Linked DNA regions of Sus scrofa: region 2 is linked to region 1. The links are chromatin contacts, called in public HiChIP or PLAC-seq maps. All regions are on one chromosome and are shown on one strand. The core of a region is the stretch at or near the end of the contact, and the rest is flanking DNA. Distances in the headings are between cores, read along the strand shown. Region 1 holds the start of UBE3D (E3 ubiquitin-protein ligase E3D). Region 2 holds the start of BCKDHB (branched chain keto acid dehydrogenase E1 subunit beta).

Region 1 (6,246 bases), core at 3,655-6,154:
TTATTGGCCATGAACACTCTTTTGAGGAAATAAGCCTACTAATGGATTCAGAACACTGTTCAAGGCAAACATCAGTTTGTAAATCTCTGATCTTAGGAAATTCTCTTCAATACATGACAAAACTGATGCCTAGAGAGATCACACCTGGTCAGCCAGATAAACCTCTCATTCCTAGGCCAGAGTTCCTTCCACTAGTTTAACTATTAAATAGGACGCCTTTGACTGTATATAGTCAAATTTTGAATTAACATTTACATTTAACATTTTGGCTATGGTGTCAAGTTTTCTGGTTTGTGTATTAGACGTTTTTAATTCTTCAAGTCGCTGGTTCTTAATAATCAGAAACACCTGGAGATCTGCTAATGTTAAGTAATTCTGGGAGTTTCTGTTATGGCTCAGTCTATCAAGAACCTGACATAGTGTCCGTGAGGATGCAGGTTCAATCCCCAGCCTCCATCAGTGGGTTAAGGGACATGCCTTGCCACAAGGGTATAGGTCACAGATGTGGCTTGGATCTGGTGTTGCCATGGCCGTGGCTTAGGCCTCAGCTGCAGCTCCGATTTGGTCCCTAGCCTGAGAACATCCATATGCCACAGGTGTGGCAGTAAAAAGAAAAAAAAAAAGTAATTCTGAGGAACGATTTACTTCAGAATGCTTGAAAGTGATCATTTTAAAATAAAGCATTTGTCTTACAAGTGGTTTTAATTTACTCTTGCTATAACTTCTGTCAGCTCAACTAAATCACTGTTATCAGGTGGAGTGATGCTTAGCACAAAAAAACAAAAAACAGCAAATATCCACAGTAAAATGCAAGATCTTATGTCTACATCAAGACAGGCAACAGCACTGAACTTGGAGAATTTTTGTCCTTCGATGCGTCATGACTTACGTATGGGGCAAACAGTTTGGTATCTTTTTTTGTAATTTCCCCCCCCCAATGTTTTGATTGCTTTAACTACGATCTCCAAATCAGATTTTTTCCAATCTTCATAGTTCTTAAACTTCATAGAACTCTAAGAAAGTCTAAGAATAACCAAAACAGTATTTACTTAGCTCAAAAAGTAGCCTTGTGCCACTTCGTCCCTTCCCTCAGGGTAAGTGAGAAGGATGGAGACCAAACAAGTGACTATTGTTATGTTGCAACTTCAAAAGGCTTGGGAATCAAAGGTGAGCTTAGTTAACAACTTCCTGGTGACTAATCGGACTTCCTCGATTAAACTTCTACACTCTTTTCCCACCTCCCACGGAACCTTAACGAGGGAGACCATTCGCGCGTCCTCTTAATATTAAAAGAACCCCCCAGATGGAAGAGACCGCGCGACGCCTCAATTCGCCCAACAAAGAAGGGACTCCGCGCGCTTTCCGCGCACAGGTGCGACGGCCACCCCAACCCCGCGCACCGCGCGGCCCCTGAGCAGGAGTCTCGGCCTGGCCACCCGACGCCCTGGCCCCGCCTCCGGCCGCCGGGCCCTGACCGCCGCTGCGCCCCCCGCCCGAGCTCGGCCGCGGGCCCCGCGTAGCTACCGCTCCCACGGCAACCGGAGGGCGTCCGGCCGGCTTCGCAGCTCCAGGCGGGGCCGGGGCGCCAAACCCCCGACACTACACCTGCCCGCCCGCGGGGCGTCCCGGCGGCTCCGGAACGAGCCGGGCCGAGGGGGCCACTAGGGGCGGCCGGCCGGCCTCGCGACCGCGCTGGGGGCGGGGACGCTGTTACCTTCCTCGGGCTCGACCGCTCCCTGCCGGCGCCGCTCTCCTGGCAACCGCGGCAGCGACACGGAGGCCGGGAGCCGGAGGGCCTAGTGACAGCTCCCAGCGTACACCGCGCCCGCGCCCACGCCGGCGTCGACGTCCGCGGCCCTTCGTCCCCGCCCCCGGTCGGTTCTTCGCCTCCCGGCGCTGGCTGTCGCCACAGCGCCCTCAGGCGGACTGTTGGGGAAGCGGCCCACTGCCGCCTATTGAGGGAGGGGGATGGAAGGGGAGGTAACAGGTATTTTCAGCCAGCCCGCGCCAATCCCAATTCCGCGTGATGCTAGGAATCGAAAACAGCTTTTTTTGCTTAACTAATTCTAAGCCCAGAGAAGTTAGAAGACTTTCGAAGTTAGGAGATAGATAGTTGTTATCATATTAGGAACTTATTTTGATTCTAGAACCCCAAATCATGTAGTTCCATGGAGGATTGCCTCCTTTCACCTAAAATGTCGGGTCAAAAAATCATAGATTTTTCTTGAGAATGTGTGACTAAATATAAAATATAACAATCCTTAAAAACAAACATCAATATGTACGGTATCCTGTGTTAAGAATGTTACATGTTTCAACATAATGTGGCAGCATTTAAATACCTAAAATCTTTGATGTTAATGGTGGGAGATATGCAGAGTTGACATTGTGGAGGGAAATAATCAATAAACTAATATATGACAGGGATAGAAAAGAGTTTTATTTAAGCCAAATTGAGGACTATAGCCTGGGAGACACAGACTGAAGATGTATTTGAATTGTGTTCCACCAGACTACAGAATGCTGGAGGCTTATAACAGCAAAAGACACAAAGTCACGTAAATTATTCGTCAAGAATTAAGATTAGAGCTGGCAGAAAGGAAGGGTCCTTGTTAAATAAGGATTGGTCCAGCTCTGAAATTGTATACTTATAAGGGGAGGCCTTGAGACTATAAGGTTGCAGCTGACAGCTGCTAGCAGATGTTGTTTTGAGAAAGGCTGAGGGTGTCCTTGAGTCTGAGTGATATAGTTTAGAAAATTCAGATTCTTAGTGATACAGGAATGTGTCTGAAGCCATATCCACGATGGCCACCTGGCTCCATTTGAATGCCTGAACCACAGTTATGCCATTGTTATTTTTTTAATGCATTATTTTCTTTATGGTTAAGGCAGATGTACAATGTTTATTTAATAGACCACGAATAGGCTCTATTGGTTAACCTTAAGTTCAGGTCAAATCATGTTTAAGCCAGAATGACTTCCCCGTATCTTACTATGGGAAAATTTCTTTCATCAAAACCATCACCCTGGGGTGTTTCCGTCATGGCTCAGTGGTAACACATCTGACAAGGAACCATGAGGTTGCAGGTTTGATCCTTGGCCTTGCTCAGTGGGTTAAGGATCCAGCGTTGCTGTGGGCTGTGGTGTAGGTGCAGACGTGGCAGAGATCCCAAGTTGCTGTGGCTCTGGCGCAGGCCAGCGCTTCAGCTCTGATTAGACCCCTACCTACCCTGGGAACCTCCACATGACTCAGATGTGGCCCTAGAAAAAAAGGCAAAAAAGACAAAAAAAAAAAAAAAAAAATCACCCTGGAGGGAGTTCCCTTTGTGGCTCAGCGGTTAATGAACCTGACTAGGATCCATGGTGATGCAGATTCGATCCCTGACCATGCTCAGTGGGTCAAGGATCCGGCGTTGCCTTGAGCTGTGGTATAGGTCGAAGACTCGGCTGTATCCCAAGTTGCTGTGGCATAGGCCAGCAGCTGTAGGTCTGATTCGACCCCTAGCCTGGGAGCTTCCATATGATCCAGATGCAGCCGTAACAAGCAAAAAACAAAACAAAACAAAACAACAAAAAAAAACCCATCGCCCTGGAGTTCCTATTGTGGCACAGTGGGTTAAGAATCCTACTGCCTGGGCTCAGGTTTGATCCCCGGCCCAATACAGTGGGTTAAAGAATCCAGGGTTGCCACTGCTGTGGGGTAGGTTGCAGCTGTGACTTGCATTCAATCCCTGGCTTGGTAACTTCCATATGCTGTGGGTGTAGCCCCCAAAAAACAAAGAAACAAAACAAAAAAACACTACCCTTCATCACCATTGTTGTGATGAAATACCAGTAAATTTAATTCTTTTAATTGGGTTGTTACCTCCATCCATGAATTTGAATTCTGATGGATGTAGGATTTTGTGAAACAAAATGAGCTTTAAAAACTCCATATAAATATTTTAGAAAAATTGTCTTAATCTAGTACCCCTCGAGGGACATGGCTTTATTTTCATTTGGAAATCTTTTTTTGTTTGTTGTTTTAGGGCTGCACTGGGCAGCATATGGAGGTTCCCAGGCTAGGGGTCAAATCAGAGCTGCAGCAACAGGGGATCTATGTGGTGTCTACCACCTACACCACAGCTCAGGGCAACACTAGATCCTTAACCCACTGAGCAAGGCCAGGAATTGAACCAGCATCCTCATGAATTCTAGTTGGGTTTGTTAACCACTGAGCCAGGACAGGAACTCCTAGAAAATCTTGAAATTAATATGTTTAGTGTGTGGTAATTACAACCTTAAAATGATAAAGTAGAACATCAATAAACATGATTTTTCCGCATACAAGTGAACATTGTTTTTCTTTTAAAGCCTCTTGCTCTAAAAAATATATTCGTATTATAATTCTACTGTAGCCTTATATTTTAATATTTTCCCATGATAACTATTTACTTTATACTAGATCCTTTTCTTCAGTGGGTGAAACTTTCCAAAATCATTTTCTAATAGCAATGAAATAAATTACAACTCCCCTGAGTCAATTTTTACCTTTGCAAAAGTGAATAGTGAAAATGTACATGTGGAATCATTCTCATCTTCCTCTTTTCAAAGGTTATAGACATGCATAATCCTGTGCTTCATGATACTGGATATAACAGCAGAGATAACAGGAAACATCTCACATTTTTGCAACCGTTTCCATTTTGGAGCGATCCAGCCTAAATTTAGAAGCAATGCCAAGTCAATTCTGGACATCTGTTGCCTCAGAAGAGAACTAAAATACGACCGACCAGCGTTCATTAAAGAAAAAGGCTGTAGTCCATTAAAAATAACAACAAAGCCAAGATAAAGTGTGTGTGGGATGGGTCTTAGTCCTGATGACAGTGCCCGCCTATCATCTCCCTCTCGTCCAGCCTCATCCCTACCCGCACTAGCCAAGGGAGAGTACTTGGGATCTTACTCTGAAGGTCATATCCAGGGAGCCTGACGCACCGGGTGGCGCCCTTAAGAAACAGAGTGGGAGGGTAGTTCTGCTCTTCTGCCCACGTTTCTCAGAGATCAGCCCCCAAGCTCGGATCAGAAACTGCCGGTGACCGCCAGAACCAGTCTCGAGGCGGCGCACTCTCCGCCCGTCTGGTGGCGCTGTGGGCTGGCGAGTAGTCGAGCAGCCGAGCTCCGGATCCACGACGCCGGCACCTCCGCTGCCGCCGCAGCTCCAGCTCGGGCTGCACGTGTTGCCGCTGCGAACCCCGGGCCCTGGTCGCCCGCAATGGCGGCGGCTGGGGCGCAAGTGCGTGTGTTCCTGGAGGTGCGGAGACAGCTGCAGAGCGCGCTGCTGATCCTGGGGTAAGGCGGGCTGTGGCGTGTGGGCTCCCCAACGCAGCGGGGCACGCCTTTCTGCTGCCGGGCAGGCTCCGCCTCCCTCGGAAGGATGGAATTTTGAGTTTGTTTCTCCAGATGCTTTGAGCTTCTGGGATACTCAAAGCCGAGTACCTCATCCCTGCGCCCTCATTCCCCTACCCCCCACCTCCGCCACCTCCACTGGCAATCTTGAATCACCTGGGAGCTTTTTAGCAATGCCTTGTCTCGGTCCCACACCAGACCTGCTGAATCCGAACTTAGATTTCAACACGTTTCCTGGGATCCAGAGGCACACTTAAGTTTGAGGATCCCTAATGTTCAAGTCGTTGACTATGCCCTGCGTTTCCAACAAAGACAGTGCCAAACGTGCTTGGTTTGCCCCTTTGGAATCCTCGTTATACGATCTGTTCCAATGTGAAAGCTTCCCTTTTTGTAAATAAAACTCCGGGTTTTTTTTTCTCCTCCCCAAATTGTTCTGTGTGCAGAGAAACCGACACACTCGTTCAGTAAAAGCGTGTTCAGTGAACACAGGTTTCAGGCTTCTTATTGGAGCTCATTCTGTTTTTCGTATTCCGAGTTCCAATGAGAAGTCTGTAAGCCCTTACCTTGCTCTTCATTATTTACACAAACAAGAAACTATTAGGGAAATGTTCTCTTTTTTTTGTTTGGTAGTATATGGTACCTCCATTATTCCCTTGTAACCACTGTTTCAAATAGAGTAAATCGGATGTTAGAATCTTGAAAGTTTTATGACAAGGCACCACTCTGAGGTTGATTGGCAGAACTAGATTCAAATCCTAGCTTCTTCACCAAATTAGAATCCTTAATTTGAATGTTTTCAATTGTGAAATAAGGATGCTGTTTATTCCTCTTCTTTCTTTCTCTTTTTCCTCCCCCCCCCCC
Region 2 (5,818 bases), core at 1,183-3,682, 2.9 Mb after region 1:
ATACAACCACCTCCACCCATACTCTCCAAATGCAAGCAAGGATACACTGTCATGTGGAAAGTTACAGTAATCTCTCTGACTGATCTCTGCTCCTTACTCCCCCTTCACTAATCCATTCTATAAATTTGCCAATAATATAACACAAGCACATCTCAAGTCCTTTTTTTTTTTTTTTTTTTTTTTTTTTTGTCTTTTCCTCCTTTTAGGGCCACACCCATGGCATATGGAGGTTCCTAGGCTAGGGGTCGAATCAGAACTTTAGCTGCCAGCCTACACCACAGCCATAGCCACACAGGATCCGAGCCACATCTTCAACCTACATCACAGCTCACGGCAATGCCAGATTCTTAACCCACTGAGCGAGGCCAGGGATGGAACCTGCAACCTCATGGTTCCTAGTTGGATTCGTTTCCGCTGCACCACGACGGGAACTCCCTACATATACAATTCTGATACCATTTCCAAAGTGTGTGGTTTGTATGGGAAAAGAATCTGAAAAAGAATGGATATATGTATATGTATAACTGAATCACTTTGCTGTACGTCTGAAACTAACACAACATTGTAAATCAATTATACTCCAATATAAAGTAAAAATTAGATTTTTTAAACAAGTGAGTGGTGGGAGTTTGTTTTTCCTTTTTATGGCTGCACCTGCAGCATATGGAAGTTCCCAGGCTAGGGCTTGAACTGGAGCTGCAGCTGCCGGCCTACACCACAGCCACAGCAATACCAGATCTGAGCTGTGTAGGCAACCTACACCACAGCTCTCGGCAACACAGGGTTCTTAACCCACTGAGCAAGGCTGGGGATCAAACCCATGTCCTCATGGATACTAATTGGGTTTGTTTCCACTGAGCCACATTGAGAACTCTTCTAACACGATTTTATTATTTTTATAAGAACAAATCTTTTATTATCATTTTACTCAAACTTTAGTAATTTTGTAATTATGGAAGGAGGTTAAGAGACCTACGCTCTCAAGTACTGGGCTAAAGTTTCTTTGCTTTGAAGACAGAAGTCAAGGTTTCTCTTACTGGTGAGAAAAAAACTGCTGTTCACCTTTAAGATGTCTTCTATTTCACAAAACAGGGACACCTCTTGGTAAGTTATTTCTACATGCAGTTTAGCAAGCTGTTTAGAATGGAAGTTGTGGAATCTAATTAGATTCCAAAGCTGAAGCTCTCACTGACTTACCAGGACAAACTCCTCAAGGACTCAGTTAACCTAACTGAAAATTGGGAATAAAAATACTACCCACCTCTGAAGGTTGCCCTAAGCATCAAATGAGATGATGACTATAAATTTCTCAGCCCAGTGCCTGTCTGTGGTAAACGCTCAATAAATGTTCATTCTCCTTATTTCAGAGGGAAAGACACACCTCCCAAAATGCCAGCTCTACCATTTGAGAAGTTAGTAGCCGAGGAAAAGGTCACCGTTTTCGTATTGTTTTCAGTATTCTAATGATAGGCACTGGATCTTTTGGAGAGTATGTAAAACTTGCAGAAAAAAACCGTAAAAGTCATGCAACTGCGTTCCCGCGAGGTGTGAGATGTGCTTGCTGTGGGTTTTTCTCGCGGCTGGAAGCACTGGATGGCTTCCTCCGCCGCTATCTGATACTGCTTCCCACTCCCAGAGTAGCACCCTTACCCAGCATCGGCTCAGTATCAAGCTCAGAGATGAAGCCTGGATTTTTCGCTTCTCTAGGAAGAACCTGTTTTGTGACCTTGAGAAATCAATTCAGTTACTTTAGTCCCTCAGTTTTCTCTTACCTGCTAAAAGTGGGGGAGACGGCGGCTTTTTCTTTCCTTTTAACATACTGCTGCCTATAGTTAGCGGCCCGGCCCTGAGCAAGCTGGGACAACTCCTAAGGCAAAGGCTGGGAAAGCAAGGATAGAATGGGAAAAGGGAGGCGTTTCCTGGCACCACCCCTCCACCCTCAGACCCTTGCAGACCCGGTGAAACCCCCTCACCCATTTCGAACGTGCCAAGAGACTGCCTCTCGAGAGCTGCACAGTCACAAAAATGGAGCAAGGAGGAAATCAGAGTCAGACCCTACGGTAGAAGAAGGCTCTAAAGAGGAGGACAGGGATTGTGCCGTGGTGCAAAGAAGTCAGCCTACGGGACCCCGCCCGGGACAGGCAGGGCCGTACTCGCTGGGACATTCCGCTGGCCTGGGAGTCTGGGCTGCAGCCGGAGCGGACAGGGCAGCCCCTATATCTCACCGTACTCCACGGTCTCCGGGTCGGGCTGGAAAGTGAAGTGAGCCACCTGCCGCTTCTGGGCCGCATCCCCGTCGGCTGAGGCAGGTTGCAGGAAGCCCCGCAGCAGCCCCCCGCCACTCAGGGGATGCCAGTGTCCCTCCACCCGGGCCACCCGGAGCCGCAGTAGCCGTCCCACAGCAACCGCCGCTGCCGCTGCCACTGCCGCCATCCCCACTCGCCGCCGATGTTTGCAGGCTACTCTGCCACCCTTTGCCGGCAGGGAGGGCGGAACACCAAGACGGCCCCCACATTGGGTGGGCCGAAGGGGCGGTCCCGGGAAGCAGACCAATCAGAGTTCGGAATTCGGGGGTGGGGAAGACGACGAGAAGACCCGGCGTCGTTCTCCCGTTGTGCGCATGCGGAAAGGGGGCTGGGGCGGGAGCGAGCGGGCAGGTGAGCTCCAATGAAATTGTTCCCGGAGGTGGAGTCTTCCCAAGGTCTGCTGCTTGGGGCAGGGCCGCAGATCTGGTCTGCAAAGTTCCACGCTGTGCCTGGGTTTGTTCCTTTCCTGTGTCGTCTGCCTAATGCATTCAGATAGCTTTTTCATTTTAAGATTTATATGTCCTTTTGAAATGAAACCCTTTTAAATCCTCTCCTGTTCTTTACCTCTATTATTCTATTGATTGGTATTGGTTATTGGTTTTTTGAGTTTCAGACGGCTGTGAGAAGCTCTGTTCTAACCCTGAGCTCTTTATTCAAACCCTTCTAAAGTGCTTAATAAGTATGTATAGATTTTTACTGGTTTTGTTTTTCTGGATTTAAGTGACAGTGAAAGAGGTAAACTTAAGAGTTCACCCCGCAAACCCACTTTACAGGAATTCAGTTGCGTTTTTGCCCAGGTGCAGCAAAAATGACCTGAAGAGCTTAGAAACCTGGAGAAATTGAGAATCCATTCATTTACATTTAAAATAATCAACTTTGTAAATTTTCCTGTTAAAAATCCAAATGTTTAAGAGGATACCTTCTCTGTTCATGAATTTACACATTATAGTAAAATATGATTAGAGACAAGGGTGAAAGTGTTTCCATCAGATGAGGGTGGGAAGGTAGGAAAAGAATGGCCCAAAACAGAATTTGAAGAAGAGAGAGGGAAAGAATGAAGGCGAAGGAGCAGGAGAACGAATTTCCCCTTATGCTCTTTCTGGCCATCCAGCCCATCCTTGGTTTTACAAAGAGGCAGAGGAAAAGAGAGAGGAAATGGGGTGAGAGGAAAGGCAGAAATGCACCAGCTGCATGTTTTCTGATTGGGTTTGAGAAGCAGGAATTCAAATCTGCCCAAAGGAGGAAGTTCCCACATGGCCTAGCCGGTGAAGGATTCAGCAGCTGTCACTGGTTACCGCTGTGGCAAACTTGGATCCCTGGACTGAGAACTTTTGCATGCTGTGGATTCTGGCAGAATTTTTTTTTTTTTTTTTTTTTTTTTTTTTTTTTTTTTGTCTTTTTTGCTATTTCTTGGGCCGCTCCCGCGGCATATGGAGGTTCCCAGGCTAGGGGTCGAATCGGAGCTGTAGCCACCGGCCTATGCCAGAGCCACAGCAACGCAGGATCCGAGCCACGTCTGCAACCTTGCAACCTACACCACAGCTCACGGAAACGCCGGATCATTAACCCACTGAGCAAGGGCCGGGACCGAACCCGCAACTTATGGTTCCTAGTCGGATTAGTTAACCACTGTGCCACGACGGGAACTCCCTGGCAGAATTTTTTTAAATGCCCAAAGGAGAAACAAAAGTATATCTTCATTATTTCTACTCCATATCAAGCCCCCAAATTCAACATTTTGGGGATTTTTAATCTTGTCTTTTGTTGTGTTCACCTCCTCTGTTTCATGGTGTGTGTGTGTGTGTGTGTGTGTGTGTGTGTGTGTGTGTGTGTTTTATTTTTATGTGAATGAAGGGTATTTTTTATTTTATTGAATAAAGGAGAGGGGTAGCTAAATAAAATTATATTTACAAAGTCAAGTTTTAATTTTTAAGCAAAAAGAGGGCAAAGAGCAAGGATAAAAACAAATCAAACTGCATTTTCTCAGTTAGCTGATTGGGGAGCTAGAATGCTAAGATGATTTAGGCCTGGGGGAAAAGAGAAAAATTATAAAGGGACTGGTGAGAATTTATTGAACTTGTGCTATAAACTGAAGATAAACCACCATTGAAACAAATGTGTTCAAGATACAGTCTTGCTTTAAGGATGTCCAAATTAGTAGAGAAAGGAGAGCGATTACATAACAAGTACCCGGTCCAATGAAATAGGGGCCCTAGGAGTTCCTGTCATGGCTCAGTGGTTAACGAATCCAACTAGGAATCATGAGGTTTGCGGGTTCAATCCCTGGCCTTGCTCAGTAGGTTAGGGATCCGGCATTTCCATGAGCTGTGGCATAGGTTGTAGATGAGGCTCAGGTCCCACGTTGCTCTGGCTGTAGTGTTAGGCCAGTGGCTACAGCTCCGATTGGACCCCTAGCCTGGGAACCTCCATATGCCGCAGGTGCGGCCCTAGAAAAAAACAAAAAGACAAAAAAAGAAAGAAAAGAAAAGAAATGTAAATAAAATGAAACACACAGACAGGGATCAATTATGAGGTTGGGATTAACATATGCACACTACTGTATATAAAATAGATAAGTAACAAAGACCTACTGTATAGTACAGGGAAATCTACTCAATACTGTGAAATAACCTAACCTAGTTGGAAAAATAATCTGAAAAAAACAGATTTATGTGTGTGTGTATATATATATAACTAACTATATGTATATATATAACTAATTCACACACACATATATATAAAACTAATTCACTTTGCTGTACACCTGAAACTAACACAACATTGTAAGTCAACTATACTCCAATAAAATTCTTTTTAAAAAATGAAACACACAAAGAACAGTAAGCTCTGCTTTTGTTAAATCAAGAATGCTTCCAGGAGTTCCCATTGTGACTCAGCAGATTAAGAACATGACACAGTGTCCATGAGGATGTGAGTTTGATCCCTGGCCATGTTCAGTGGGTTAAGGATCCAGCATTGCCGCAAGTTGCAGTGTAGGTCACAGATGTTGCTGGGATCCAGCGTGGCTGAGGCTGTGGTGTAGGCCAGCAGTTATAGCTCCAATTTGACTCCCAGTCAAGGAACTTCCATGTGGCAGGTGCAACCATAAAAAGAAGAAAAAAGGAGAAGAATGCTTCTAGAAGTAACACTAAGCTGTATCCAAAAGATGAGTAGAAGTTACCAGGAAAATGAGGGAGGAGAGGATATTAGAGACAAAATTAAAACATGTGCAAAGACTCATAGGCAAGAAAAACAGTACATTCCAGGAAGAGAAAAGAGCTTGCTGCTGCCAGACTCAGGTTGTAGGGAAAGATACAGAAAATGACAGAAGTAGGAAATAAAGATCGGAGGGAGATTTTGAAGTTCTTTATATGCTGGTCTAAGAAGTTTATACGTTCAACTCTATGCAGTCAGGAACAACAAAGAGCATATCTCACAGAGTTGTCTGCCCAGCAAATCACCTTGGGAAATTTTTCCTACCCCCACCACACCATCTACCTGGTAAACATGAC

What was found. HiChIP or PLAC-seq counts read pairs in DNA pulled down with a chosen protein or histone mark.
Region 2: an H3K27ac HiChIP or PLAC-seq map of skeletal muscle shows a contact between it and region 1, with 19 times the contacts expected there. The contact joins the promoter of BCKDHB here to the promoter of UBE3D in region 1. A contact is called at or near these places in 1 of 5 promoter capture datasets (liver) and 1 of 2 datasets of contacts at active chromatin or transcription factors (skeletal muscle).

The regions. Positions count from the first base shown.
Region 1 is chr1:83,135,575-83,141,820 of Sscrofa11.1, forward strand. It overlaps UBE3D (E3 ubiquitin-protein ligase E3D), which reads left to right and starts at 4,905. Exons shown (of 10, transcript XM_021091912.1): 1 at 4,905-5,328. The coding sequence starts at 5,252. It overlaps DOPEY1 (protein dopey-1), which reads right to left and starts at 1,867. Exons shown (of 37, transcript XM_021091876.1): 1 at 1,715-1,867.
Region 2 is chr1:86,015,147-86,020,964 of Sscrofa11.1, forward strand. It overlaps BCKDHB (branched chain keto acid dehydrogenase E1 subunit beta), which reads right to left and starts at 2,433. Exons shown (of 10, transcript NM_001123219.1): 1 at 2,226-2,433. The coding sequence starts at 2,433.